4 separate regions of the Sus scrofa genome follow, and all the other regions are linked to region 1. The links are chromatin contacts, called in public HiChIP or PLAC-seq and promoter capture Hi-C maps. All regions are on one chromosome and are shown on one strand. The core of a region is the stretch at or near the end of the contact, and the rest is flanking DNA. Distances in the headings are between cores, read along the strand shown. Region 1 holds the start of PRADC1 (protease-associated domain-containing protein 1). Region 2 holds the start of STAMBP (STAM-binding protein). Region 3 holds the start of DUSP11 (RNA/RNP complex-1-interacting phosphatase). Region 4 holds the start of TPRKB (TP53RK binding protein).

Region 1 (3,002 bases), core at 311-2,810:
GCTATCCTTCTACTCTCCAAAGCCCAGCCATGAGGTAGAACTCCACTAGCTTGGCACTGGACTACATATATAGCCTTTTATCGTGGGAATGGAGACTTGCCATCAGAAACTGACACACTCCCAGGAGGCCCTCCTGGATGATCACAGAACTCCCCCGCCTTCCCATACACATCTTTGCCTGGCCTTTGCATCTGCGATCCGTGTAAATTAAGTGTAGGTATACATATGTGCTCATGGATGTAGTGGCTATATGTTCATGTTCCCGTATAGATGCAAACAGGTAGGATATGTACCTATGTGCTTGTGTGTGAGCCAAAGTGTAGCAATGTGTGGTCCCGTTTATGTATATGAGTGCTCACATATTTCCAGCTTGTCCTTGTTCCTCGCCCCCTCAGCCACCTAATTCGGCGCTAGTGGGGGTAGGGGGAGTCTTGCTTCGACGTGGGAAGCTCAGAACTCAAAGCCCAGCCTCCAGCCGCGCCCAATTCGTGTCCCTGAGGACGAGTACCCACCAAATCGTGGCGCCTCTTTCTGAACCTACCCTGCCCAGAACTCGCGGGGTCCCCAAGGTGACCCGTGGCCCCCGGCCCGAGACGCGCTCATGTGGACTCCCAGCCCCGCCCCGATGCGCAGCCCCGCCCGTTGCCGCTCACCATGGGCCGCGACGCACGCGGGGAGCCAGAGCATGAGACAACACCAGCCCGCGGCGCCGGGGACCATCTCCAGGGCCCGGCCCGGCGCCCCGCTTCCTCCAGCCGCCCCTCCGCGCGTAGCTCGCTGGACTTTGGCCTGACAGCTGCTCTGGCCTCCCGCCCCCAGACCCGCTCTGGCTGCTGGTTGGCGGACTGGAACGAGGCCCACGGCTGATTGGCTCTGACGCCTGCTCATGTAGCCACATTTTCCGCCCCTGCGCCTTAGCCCACTTCCTATTGGTCGAGAGAAGTGGGGCCGAGGACTGATTGGTCCAAACTCTTAACTGCAACTGCCGGCCCCCGCCCCAGCCTGTCTCAGTTTGGATTCGATTCGGCAGCACCTTGCTGGCTGGTGGGTGGGTCGGCAGAACTGGAGGTGGCCGATCGCAGGACTGGCTTCAACCGCTGAAAGTCTCGGCCAATACTCCTCACGGTCGCTTTGCAAGATGAGGGTATACCTTCTTCCAGCTGTGCCTTCCTCCTTCCCATCCCCTCCTTGGAATGGCATTCCTGTAGCTCTCAAGTGGTCTCCGGTGACCCCTACTCTGATCTTATTGCCTAGTTCCACCAGCGCTTGCGTGCCCTGGCGACGTGGCCGGATGTACACGACCCTCGAGGAAGCTCTGACCAGTGCCGAGCCAGAATGCGAGCATAGGGGCTAGGTGTCCGCTCCTGTTTCTCTACCATTTACTATGCAGCTGTGACTCTGGACACCCTTCCTAACCTCTCGGCCTCAGTTCCCTCATCTGTAAAGTGGGCATGACAACAATACCAATAGGTTTGTGAGGATTAAATGAGATCACTCACATCAAATGTTTACTTGGCAAAAACTGTCCCTCAGTCAGCGTTCAATAAATGTTTGCCTTTATTTCATTCCTTGGCCTGGCTCCAGAGGGAGAAGGGGAATAGAATTAGAGTTAGTGGGTGACGGGGGCCGAGCAAGGACCCTACATACTCAAAAAGAATGACACTTTCGAAAGCCCGCGACCCTTGCATTACCAACACTTCCTGTAACAGCTCCGGCAGAGGACCAGCCTCTGGACCTTCTAGCCACGCCGACTCTGTGGTAGCGAACCATAGAGTGGCGGAAGTGGCCCATCCCCTTCCTCTCCCGGTCCAACTGCTTGGCGAAGGTTCTGGGGACTTCTTTGGCGCGGAGGATTGTGGGGTTGCTGGGCGGCCCGGGCGCGAAGCAGGGAAGAGGAGTAGCGGGCCACTGGATAAGCTTACAAGATGATGGTGAGTGGCGTCTCGCGCATCCGTCTCCATCCGTTGCCATCTGGTTGGTAGCTGGCGCCGCCCGGCAAAGGCCGGTCCCGCAGGACTTTCCTCTGCCTAATGACTCGGTCCTCGCCCCGACCCCTGTCTGTGGGTGACCCCGGCCCGCCGCGGCCTTGGTGGGCCCGGGCTCCGAGTAGGGCTCCTGGGCGAGGGCTGTGTGGCACTGGAGGAAAGGCTCTGATCGGGCCGGCTGGGGACTACAAGTCCCAGGGTGCTTCGGAACCCGCGAACCCGCGTTGGCAAGCTGGTTTTTGGACCCCCCCCCCCCCCCCGGAGTCACGACCCGGGTGAAACGACTGCGGATTGAGCGTGCATAACGCGGTCGACGGCCGGGCTTGGAACTTCTGGCTGCACTGGAAAATTCGAGTGTAAAGCCGGGTGCTCACTAGGACCGGCAGAGGCAGCATGGGGACCTTATGTTGAGCGGAACCCCGGATCTCAGCTATGCCTCCCTCCCTGCCAGCTGCTACCAAATGGAAACAGACCCTTTTGCTCGTACTTGAATTCATTCATTCACTTGTTCGTTAAGTAAAGTCATCTTTAGTGTCTACTGAATGTGCGGGGCTCCGCTGGTTGTTGCAGGTGCAACTCTTCAGCCAGAAGAATGGGTAGGGCAGATGGGCACCCTGCTTCAGACGTAGGAAGATCCGGCCTCTGACTCTGACCCTGTCTGCTACCCTAGATGTGACATTAGACAGCTTTCCTAGTTGGCCACCTAACTTTAGTTTTCGTTTTTCTTAAATTAGGGCGGTTAGTGAATCTGGGAGGCTCTCTGTACCCACCCCCCTTTCCATAGTATCCCTTTCTCCATCTCAGAGCTGCAGGTACCTTCCTTGGGTCCCAAACCTCGGTGGTCTCCGGAGTTGCTGTTGAACAGGGCCAGCTTTTAAGTGCTTGAGGCAAAACCCTAAGATACCACCTAGCAGACTAGCTAACATGCTGCTTCCTACAAGCTGGGCGCTTCATGTGTTCTCTGTGCACTTGGCATTTCATGCATTCATTTTAGCCTATCAATCCAACTCAGTTCTC
Region 2 (3,002 bases), core at 248-2,747, 360 kb after region 1:
ATCTGACTAGGAACCATGAGGTTGCAGGTTCGATCCCTGGCCTTGCTCAGTGGGTTAAGGATCTGGCGTTGCTGTGAGCTGTGGTGTGGGTCGCAGACGCGGCTCGGATCCCGCGTTGCTGTGGTTCTGGCGTAGGCCGGTGGCTACAGCTCCGATTAGACCCCCTAGCCTGGGAACCTCCATATGCCGCGGGAGCGGCCCTAGAAAAGGCAAAAAGACAAAAAAAAAAAAAAAAAAAAAAAAAGTTTACACAATGAAATTTACTTTTTTGATAAGATTTTAATTTTTTCTATTATAGTTGATTTACAATGTTCAATCAATTTCTACTGTACAGCAAAGTGACCCAGCTATACACACACGTATATACACCATCTTTTTCTCACGTTATCCTTCATCGTATTCCATCACAAGTGATTAGATATAGTTCCCTGTGCTATACAGCAGGATCTCATTGCTTATCCACTCCAAATGCAATAGTTTGCATCTACTAACCCCAAATTTCCAGTCCATCCCACTCCCTCCCCCCAAAATGAAATTTACTTTTAAAAACTTATCTTTCGCTGCCTATGGAATGTGGAAGTTCATGGGCCAGGGATCGAATCAAGCTTCTGGAGAGATAGTGATGGATCCTTAACCCAGGGCGCCAAAAGAGAAGTCTGAAATTTACTTTTAGATTCTACTAGTGGAAACCGCTAGAATGACTGCTCATCTACCGAATTACTCTTCCTCTGAAAACCTTGCCAACAGCCAAGATGGACCTTAACAGCCAAGGAGTCCACTGCGGCCTCTCTGGCCACAAAGGTTTCTCTGGACACTAAGTTTCTGAATGTGGCAATGAACAAAACTAAGGTGAAATCGAGCTGAGAATTGAGTAATTTCTAAAAATAAGTGAAGGAAAATTCACAGAGAGCAAATTTCCACACAGAGAAGACCCGAGGATATGTATTTAGCTATAAAAATAAAAGTAAAAACACAGCTCATCTCCTGATTTTCCAATGACATTCATTCAGACACACCTAGTAGAAGATATAGGGCATGGACAGGCTGATAGTGATAGGGGTCAACTTGCAATCAGTTTTAATAGAGTTTGTACAGTTTTCTCCAAAGAACTGGGACAAGGTAGCTTTCAGAATTGACATAAGCATTTAACACACCTCACAAATATGAAGGACGTGAAGGCATGGGGTAAACCTGAGTGACCAGACTCTAATTCCAAAAAATGTATGCTTTATGTAATAGATTTTATTTGATTCCATACTTTCTAAGCTTGTTTAAGATATGTTGCATTACAACTCGTGTAGCTTTTCACTCGGAGGGAATGCATCGGTCCATTTACGGTGTTCGTATTAATCTAAAAACAAAAGTTAGCTGGGTCCTTTATTTGTTTCCCACTCCTTCCGCGCTGATTTTCCTTTACCAAAATGGCCTCCCCCCAGCTCTCTTCTCATTGGTGGGTTTTTTTCCGCAGGTGACAGCTCTAACCCCGCCCCCAGACACTGCCCCGGGTCCTAAGTTCTTGGGAGTTTAACTGATAGCCCAGTTGGAGGGGGCGGGGCGGGGGCCGGATGTGACGTTTACGGAAGCTCCGAGAGTCATTCGCGGGGACAGGTGGGGAAGGGTCCCGGGAATGTGGTGGGGCTTGGGTGCTGAGCGTGGTCTGACAGTGACGCGGAGTGGCGGCCGTGAGTGTGGGACCTGCAGCCCACTCCTCCCCGCACCGCCTGCCCAGCCCTCTGCGCGCGAGTTCCCTGACGGCTCCGGTGCCCAGTCGGGCCCAGCGCGCCCCCGCCTACCTCATGGGCCCTTATGCTGTTGTCAAGAGGTCCCTCTCCGCTGTATACGCCCCCATCGCTCTTCCCGCTGCTTCCTTTTTCCTTCTCATGTTTACCCCTTGGTCCTTTACGGCACCACCTCTCTGGAGTATTGCTCAGCTCTGTAGTACTGGGCACCACCTGCTGGTCTCGGGAGTGGATTCCATTCGCGACAAAAATATCCTCTACAGAGAGACAGGGAAGAGCAACGAGCTTCCTCTGTTTCAGATAGCTTTGATGGGCTTTGCCCTGAATTTACTAATTAGACAACTGGGGGAGGTTTTAGATTTGCTAGTGGCTTTCTGAGCCCTTAAAAAGGCTCCTTACAGGAGACAGAATGCCTCTACATCCCTGGTAGTCCCCACAGCTTTTGTACTATGGGGGTGTATGAGAAGCAGCAGCTTGGTGGAGAAAGTGTCACTTAGAGATAGAATTGGCCTGGAGAAAACTATCTCTTAGGGAGGGGTTGGAGTGGAAAACAACAACAGTGTATAGACAAATGAAACTGAAATGTAAAGGTTTCTAGGCAGATATGAATCATGACTGAAGCAAAAGATCTCTGTGGGGAATGAGTAAGGTTTAAGATTCAAAGGAAAAAATGGGCCATTTGACACAGGGTCTTGAATTTCAAAACCTGTGGTAGCTTGTGTATATTCTAGAACATGCTGGTTAGGGTGTGCTGTAATTCAGTATGTAAGGTTGGAAGTTAGAATCTGATTCTAGCAGTAGCAATATCCAGAAAGATTCTAGAGGGGTTCCTTGGTGGCTCAGTGGCTTAAGGATCTGGTGTTGTCACTGTTGTGGCTTGGGTCACTGCTGTGGCACAGGTTCGTTTCCTGGCCTAGGAACTTTTGCATGCCCTGGGCCTGGCCAAAAAAAGAGAGAGAAAGATTGTAGATTACTGCAGTATGAGTCCCAGGTGGTGTTTTGTTGTGTTGTGTTTTTTTTTTTTTCTTTCAAGTTACCTTTGTGTCCTTTTGTTATTCGAAGAGCGCTTAGTCTTTGAAGATAGATTCCAATAAATTGCGTTCTAGATCAAAAATCCTTGCCCTGAAATGATGTGATGTAGATTGACTGGAAGAGTGATTCCGTGAGCAGAGTTAGGATTATAAGCATTCATTCCTATGCCATTTCCCCTAACTAACCTTCTGCTCAAGTATGAAAAAGTATAGGGAAACGTCAGTTACTCTC
Region 3 (3,002 bases), core at 149-2,648, 340 kb after region 1:
ATTTTCACCACTGCATTTTCACCACTGTGGGTTGCTGCTGTAGTGCAGGTTCGATCCCTGGCTGGGGAACTTCCACATGCTGCAAGTGTGGCAAAAAAAAGAAAAAGAGAGAGAGACGTGACATAAATGTTGCAACTCTCATTTTAAAAAATTAAAATATAAAAGAAAACCTGGTGATAAAAGGACTGTGAACTTCACTTAAAGTTAGGAATCACAGTGAAAAGTAATATGTGAACTGACTTGTGTAGGATGAGTTTGAACTAAGGTTAATTCAGAGTATCTGAAGCATAGAAAGTGAAGGCAAAAGTAGCAAAGACGGGGGTCTAGAAGCAGAGAAGATTCTATACCATGCAGGGTCTTAGAGGTCAAGGGTTTGTTTTTTATTCTTAAAACAATGCTTTGGGGGGAAAAATGCTTTTGAGAGATGTTTATGAGCAATATTCCAACTTTGTGTCTTAAAAATATTTCTTGTGTGAAGAATGGATTGAAAGGAAACAAGAGTAGATATACAGACACTCGTAGGGACCTAATTGCAACAGGTAGCCAAGTTCAGTATTAGAACGCTAATGGAGAGGTGACAGTTTCAAAAGAAATTCAAGAGATAAACTGAAGCGAACTTAATGTGGTAAGAGAGGAAAAAAGGAAAATCTCAAGGAATAAACGAGTTTACTGCGCATGAGCAATGTCTCCAAATTAATCATTTGAACGTACAGAGGTAGATCTTCCAAATGTCACCGGTTAAGAAGCAACAGAAACCACACAAAGCAACTTTTTCGATGGAAAACTCGGCGGCGCTGCTGGGTTTTTTCACTCAAATTCAATTATTACATTTTCTGTAGCACAACTTGAGGAATTGAAGGAGACTCCATTTCAGTAATTAAGAGGAAATCCCAACACTGCCGCTTCCATCTTAAAAAGCAGTCTCTCTGCATTTTACCCGAGAAGCAATGGCCAGAGCCTCGCTTTTAAAACAACGGGAAGAAATGAAAACATCAGACCGTCCCTTCCAGCTACTACGTACGGCGAAGCGAGAGGATGAATGCCCCGTAGCACAAGTCGGGCGGGGCAAGCGCTCGGAAGCCACAGTGACAAGCAGAGAGCGCAGACCTGAAGCCCAGGCCCAGGAGCCAAGGCATATTACCTTTCCGGGATGTGGTTTCCACCTTTCTTCTTGGCGGAGGAATGACCAGAGTAGACCCAACTCTGGCTCCAGCGTCTGTGAGCATGATGACAGTGGCTCATGTAGCCCCCAAGAAGACGCCCACAGAAGGCCAAAAATGCTAAACTCGCCAGGCCGGCGCACCCAAAGCTAGACTCGATCCGGAACCGGAAGCGCCTAAGCAGCAACCCTCGCCGCGCCCCGATCGCCTTGCTGTTGCGCATGCGCCACTGCTCGTCGAGATGACGTCACCACGCCGGCCGACTAAGAAACTTGATTAGTAAACAAGACTCTGCTGGCTGCAGTGCCCTCTTTAGCGGGCGGCTGGTAGCACAGGTCTGTTAGTTTGTGTGTACCCTCAGAAGTACAATAGTGCAGGACCTGGAAAGCTGTCTCACAATCCCAGTTTCTTGTGTAGTGCTAACATATTTTACAAACGTTACAGTCACATTTGTTGTACCTTGTATATAAGTATTTGTACATAATGTATATCCTATATTTTAAATAAAAGCAGCATACTATACATATTCTGCAGTCTAGCTTGGATACTGATTTCCCCAATTTATTTATACATTCATTCCATTCTTTCATTTTTCTTTTTTGGCCGACCCTCAGCATATGGAGTTCCTGGGCCAGGGATCAGCTCTCAGCCATAGATTCGACCTAAGCTACAGCTGCAGCAATGCCGGACCCTTAACCCACTGTGGTGGGCAGGGGAACCAACCTGCACCCTAGTGCTCCAATGCCACTGATCCTATTGTGCCACAGCAGGAACTCCTCATTCTATTCCTTTTAATGGTGCATAATATTCCATACTCTATATAACTAGTCCAATATTGATGGACTTACAGTTTTCGGTTTAAAAAATAATAATAATAAAAAATAATATCCTGCAGATGGGCTGCAATGTGAACATCCTAATACATGTATACATCTATATCTATATTTCTAGAAGTAGAATTGCTGGAATGAAGGAAATACAAATGTAAAATTTTGAAAGAGGCGTTCCTGTTGTGGCTCAGCGGGTTAAAAACCCTATTAATATCCATGAGGATGTGGGTTTGATCCCTGGCCTCACTCAGTGGGTTACGGATCTGGCATTGCCCCAAGCTGTGGCATAGGTCAAGGATGTAGCTCCAATCTGGTGTGGCTGTGGCTGTGGTTGTGGCCTGGGAATTTCCATATGCTGAGGGCATAGCCCTAAAAAGACAAAAAAAATTTTTTTGAAAGATAATGCCTAATTAATCTCCAAAAATATTGTATTGGGAATTCCTGCTGTAGTGCAGTGTGTTAAGAATCTGACTGCAGTGGCTCCGGTTGATGCAGAGGCATGGGTTAGACCCCCAGCCCAGCACAGTGGGTTACAAGGATCTGGCACTGCTGCAGCTGCAGTATAGGTCATAGATGCGGTTCAGATTCAATCCCTGGATCAGGAACTTCCATATATATATGTGTATGTGTATGTATATACACACATGCACACATATACACACACACATAAATATGCCACCAGTGTGGCCATATATGTGTGTGTGTGTCTGTGTATTTATATGGTATCAACTTAAATTCCCACTCATTTATTGAGTTTCTGTCATGTGCCTGGTATCACGCTGGATGTTGACAGTACGTATTTATGTTTTAGAAATACCAAAAAATACGAGAGAGAGATAAGAATAGAGCTCAAGCATAAGATTTCCTCACAATATCAGGCATAGGGATCTGTTAAAAGGGATCTCTTAGAAAAACTATGAATTCTGCCCCAGTGGAACAGCAAAGGATAACCTATCTTACATTAGATTAAAAAAAAACAAAACAAAAAACATGTGGAGTTCCTTTGTGATTC
Region 4 (3,002 bases), core at 134-2,633, 310 kb after region 1:
GTACTCAGGAAACAGGTCCAGTTGCTCTGTTAACTGCATTTCATAGATAAGACAGGATTCTGTTGCACAAGACCAAAAGACCAAAAGTTAACACCGTAGGTCACTAACAAAAAAATATCTTTACTTAACGAGATATTTTTTTGCTTTTTAGGGCTGTGCCTGTGGCATATGGAAGTTGCCCAGCTGGGGGTTGAAATCAGAGCTGCAGCTGCTTGCATATACCCCAGCCACAGCCACAACCACAGCCAGGCCAGATCTGAGCCGTATCTGTGACCTGCACCACGGCTCACGGCAACACCAGATACTTAACCCACTGAGCAAGGCCAGGGATCCAACCCGAGTCCTCATGGATACTAGTCACGTTTGTTACCGCCAAGCCACACTGGGAACTCCCTAACAAAGTAACTTTAATAAGAACATATAAAAGTGTTAAAATAGAAAAATCTATCCCGAAAACACATCTGGCATTCTCACAGTATACTGTCTTCCTAAACCTGCTGTTTCTAGCTTCCTTTACCATTCCTGGCGAAGGATCAAGGTTGCCACCTGATCCCCTGCTTGTGCAGTAAGTCCGGCTCTGATCCGTGGATGAGATGCCGTTTCCCCAATAGACAACTAGGTGCAGATTACCAAAAATGTTTTAGATCACAGGTTACTTTTAGCATTAATGAAACCTCACTCCAACTTCTTAGCCTTTTTAGTTTTCTTATCTCACCATTTGATTTATGTTTTAGCAGCACCTAGACACAAATACGAAAGAAGAAAATAATCTTACAGAGGAAAAGTATGACATGACTCAGAGAACTCATTTCACACATGGGGATTTAAGCAGGGAGGGCACAATGCTTTAATAATACTGGCCCTTTATAGACATAAATTGAACAAGAAAAGGACGGGGTATATACAAAGACATAAGAGAAACATGACAAATAACTACAAAGACATATCCTTGCACAGAAAAACAAAGCATTGCAAAAATTTGATCTTTAAAACAATTTCAATCAGTCCTAATGAGATATTTGGGTGAGGCAATTTGATAGGTTCATTTTATCCTTTTACCTAGGAGGTTCCATTTACAGCATTTTTCTCAAAGAATAAACTGGCAATCTGAAGGTTTATGTAACAAGAGGTCCTTATCATTATCCTAACAGTAAAAGCTGAAAAGAACTAGTAACAGGATTTGTTTTCACTAAACAACCACTAAAAACTGTAGTCTTGAAGAGTACTTAAGGATGTATAAAAACAGCAATAAATAACACTAAAACATTTGATGTGGAAATCAAAACATAAAATTGTGGGTTTTTTAAAAAAGGTACACATACACACACACACAAAATTGAAAGAAAAATACAACGAAAAATTACCTTTGACCTGCTGGAATTTCATCTGACTTTTTTCTTATTGTAACAAAAGAAAAAAAGAACATTTGTGAATAACGTCCTGGCACACAGCAGTTCAGTCATAATCAAGGTCCAATGGAAAAAAAAATACAGAAAGATAAAATGTACACCCAATTATAAAAGAAGATGCACCCAGAAAACAAAAACACGAAGTACACCAAAATATGGCCATCTTGGGCAGTAGAATTGAAGGCAATTTCTAAGGTCTCCTATAAATATTTTTCTATGTGCTGAATTTTCTACAATGAGTACTCAAAATATATAATGAGTACATACAACCAGAGAGAAAAAAAATGTGGTTTTTGTTTTTACATGAGGGGAAAAAGGACCTCTAGCAAACGTCAGAATAGTTTGCTTTTCTTTTACATAATTCATTCAGTCCAGAAACTTCGAGTCACTGCTGGATACTGACCTCTCACTCAAATCCCATATCTAATCCAAAAGTCTTGTCAATTTAAATTTTATTTTTCACCCTGCCCACAGCACGTGGAAGTTCCAGGGGCCAGTAATCAAACCCGGGCCACAGCAGGGACCCAAACCGCTGCAGTGACAACGCCAGATCCTTAACCCACTGCACCACAGGAGAACTCCTTGTCAATTTTTAATATCTTGACGGATACAATTCTCTCCATACCCACTGCCACCACAGTGGGCCACCAACTCACATCCACAGTTTGGCCTCCTAGAAGTGCTCAGCTCACAGTTCCTGCCCTCCTATCATGCAGCCGCCACCTGGGAGTCAAAACCATCTTTTCACAAACAAGAACAAAATAATGCCACTTGCAGCAACATGGATGGAACTAGAGACTCTCATGCTAAGTGAAGTAAGTCAGAAAGAGAAAGACAAATACCCTATCACTTATATCTGGAATCTAATATAGGGCACAAATGAACCTATCTACAGAAAAGAAACAAACTCAGGGACACGGAGAACAGACTTGTGCTTGCCAAGACGGAGGGGGAGGGAGGGAGATGGACTGGGAGTTTGGGGTTAGCAGATGCAAACTACTGCATTTGGAATGGATAAGCAATGGGATTTTGCTGTGTAGCCCATGAAACTATATATGATCACTTGTGATGGAACATGATGGAGAATAATGTGAAAAAAAGAATGTATGTATGCATAACTGGCTCACTTTGTGAGGCAGAAATAGACAGAACACGGTAAATCAACTATAATTTAAAAACTATTATCGGAGTTCCCGTGGAGGCACAGTGATTAACGAATCCAACTAGGAACCATGAGCTTGCGGGTTCGATCCTTGGCCTTGCTCAGTAGGTTAAGGATCCGGCATTGCCGTGAGCTGTGGTGTAGATCACAGACGCGGCTCGGATCCTGCGTTGCTGTGGCTGTGGTGTAGGCCGGTGGCTATGGCTCCAATTCGACCCCTAGCCTGGGAACCTCCATATGCCACGGAAACGGCCCTAGAAAAGGCAAAAAGACAAAAATAAATAAATAATAAAAACTATTTTTTATATATATATATAAATCTTTTATATATAAATCTTGCCCTGCTGCTGCTCTTATGAGAAATCCGTTTAGGTCAAGGCGTTCCAAACTCAAACTCTGGGCCCTTCCTCCCTGTTGGGCTTCCGGGCGCA

The links. Promoter capture Hi-C pulls out the DNA fragments that hold promoters and counts their contacts. HiChIP or PLAC-seq counts read pairs in DNA pulled down with a chosen protein or histone mark.
Region 2: an H3K27ac HiChIP or PLAC-seq map of alveolar macrophages shows a contact between it and region 1. The contact joins the promoter of STAMBP here to the promoter of PRADC1 in region 1. A contact is called at or near these places in 2 of 5 promoter capture datasets (fetal liver and liver) and 1 of 2 datasets of contacts at active chromatin or transcription factors (alveolar macrophages).
Region 3: a promoter capture Hi-C map of fetal liver shows a contact between it and region 1, with 4 times the contacts expected there. The contact joins the promoter of DUSP11 here to the promoter of PRADC1 in region 1. A contact is called at or near these places in 2 of 5 promoter capture datasets (fetal liver and liver), 5 of 47 Hi-C or Micro-C datasets (alveolar macrophages, fetal skeletal muscle, heart right ventricle and 1 more) and 1 of 2 datasets of contacts at active chromatin or transcription factors (alveolar macrophages).
Region 4: an H3K27ac HiChIP or PLAC-seq map of alveolar macrophages shows a contact between it and region 1. The contact joins the promoter of TPRKB here to the promoter of PRADC1 in region 1. A contact is called at or near these places in 3 of 5 promoter capture datasets (fetal liver, fetal skeletal muscle and liver), 6 of 47 Hi-C or Micro-C datasets (embryonic fibroblasts, liver, mesenteric adipose tissue and 2 more) and 1 of 2 datasets of contacts at active chromatin or transcription factors (alveolar macrophages).

The regions. Positions count from the first base shown.
Region 1 is chr3:69,545,396-69,548,397 of Sscrofa11.1, reverse strand. PRADC1 (protease-associated domain-containing protein 1) reads right to left here and starts at 1,560. Exons shown (of 5, transcript XM_003125011.4): 1 at 654-1,560. The coding sequence starts at 888.
Region 2 is chr3:69,186,751-69,189,752 of Sscrofa11.1, reverse strand. STAMBP (STAM-binding protein) reads left to right here and starts at 1,497. Exons shown (of 10, transcript XM_003125008.4): 1 at 1,497-1,608.
Region 3 is chr3:69,204,568-69,207,569 of Sscrofa11.1, reverse strand. DUSP11 (RNA/RNP complex-1-interacting phosphatase) reads right to left here and starts at 1,398. Exons shown (of 8, transcript XM_003125007.6): 1 at 1,142-1,398. The coding sequence starts at 1,383.
Region 4 is chr3:69,236,706-69,239,707 of Sscrofa11.1, reverse strand. It overlaps TPRKB (TP53RK binding protein), which reads right to left and starts at 1,383. Exons shown (of 5, transcript NM_001144846.1): 1 at 1,365-1,383; 2 at 1-59. The coding sequence starts at 39.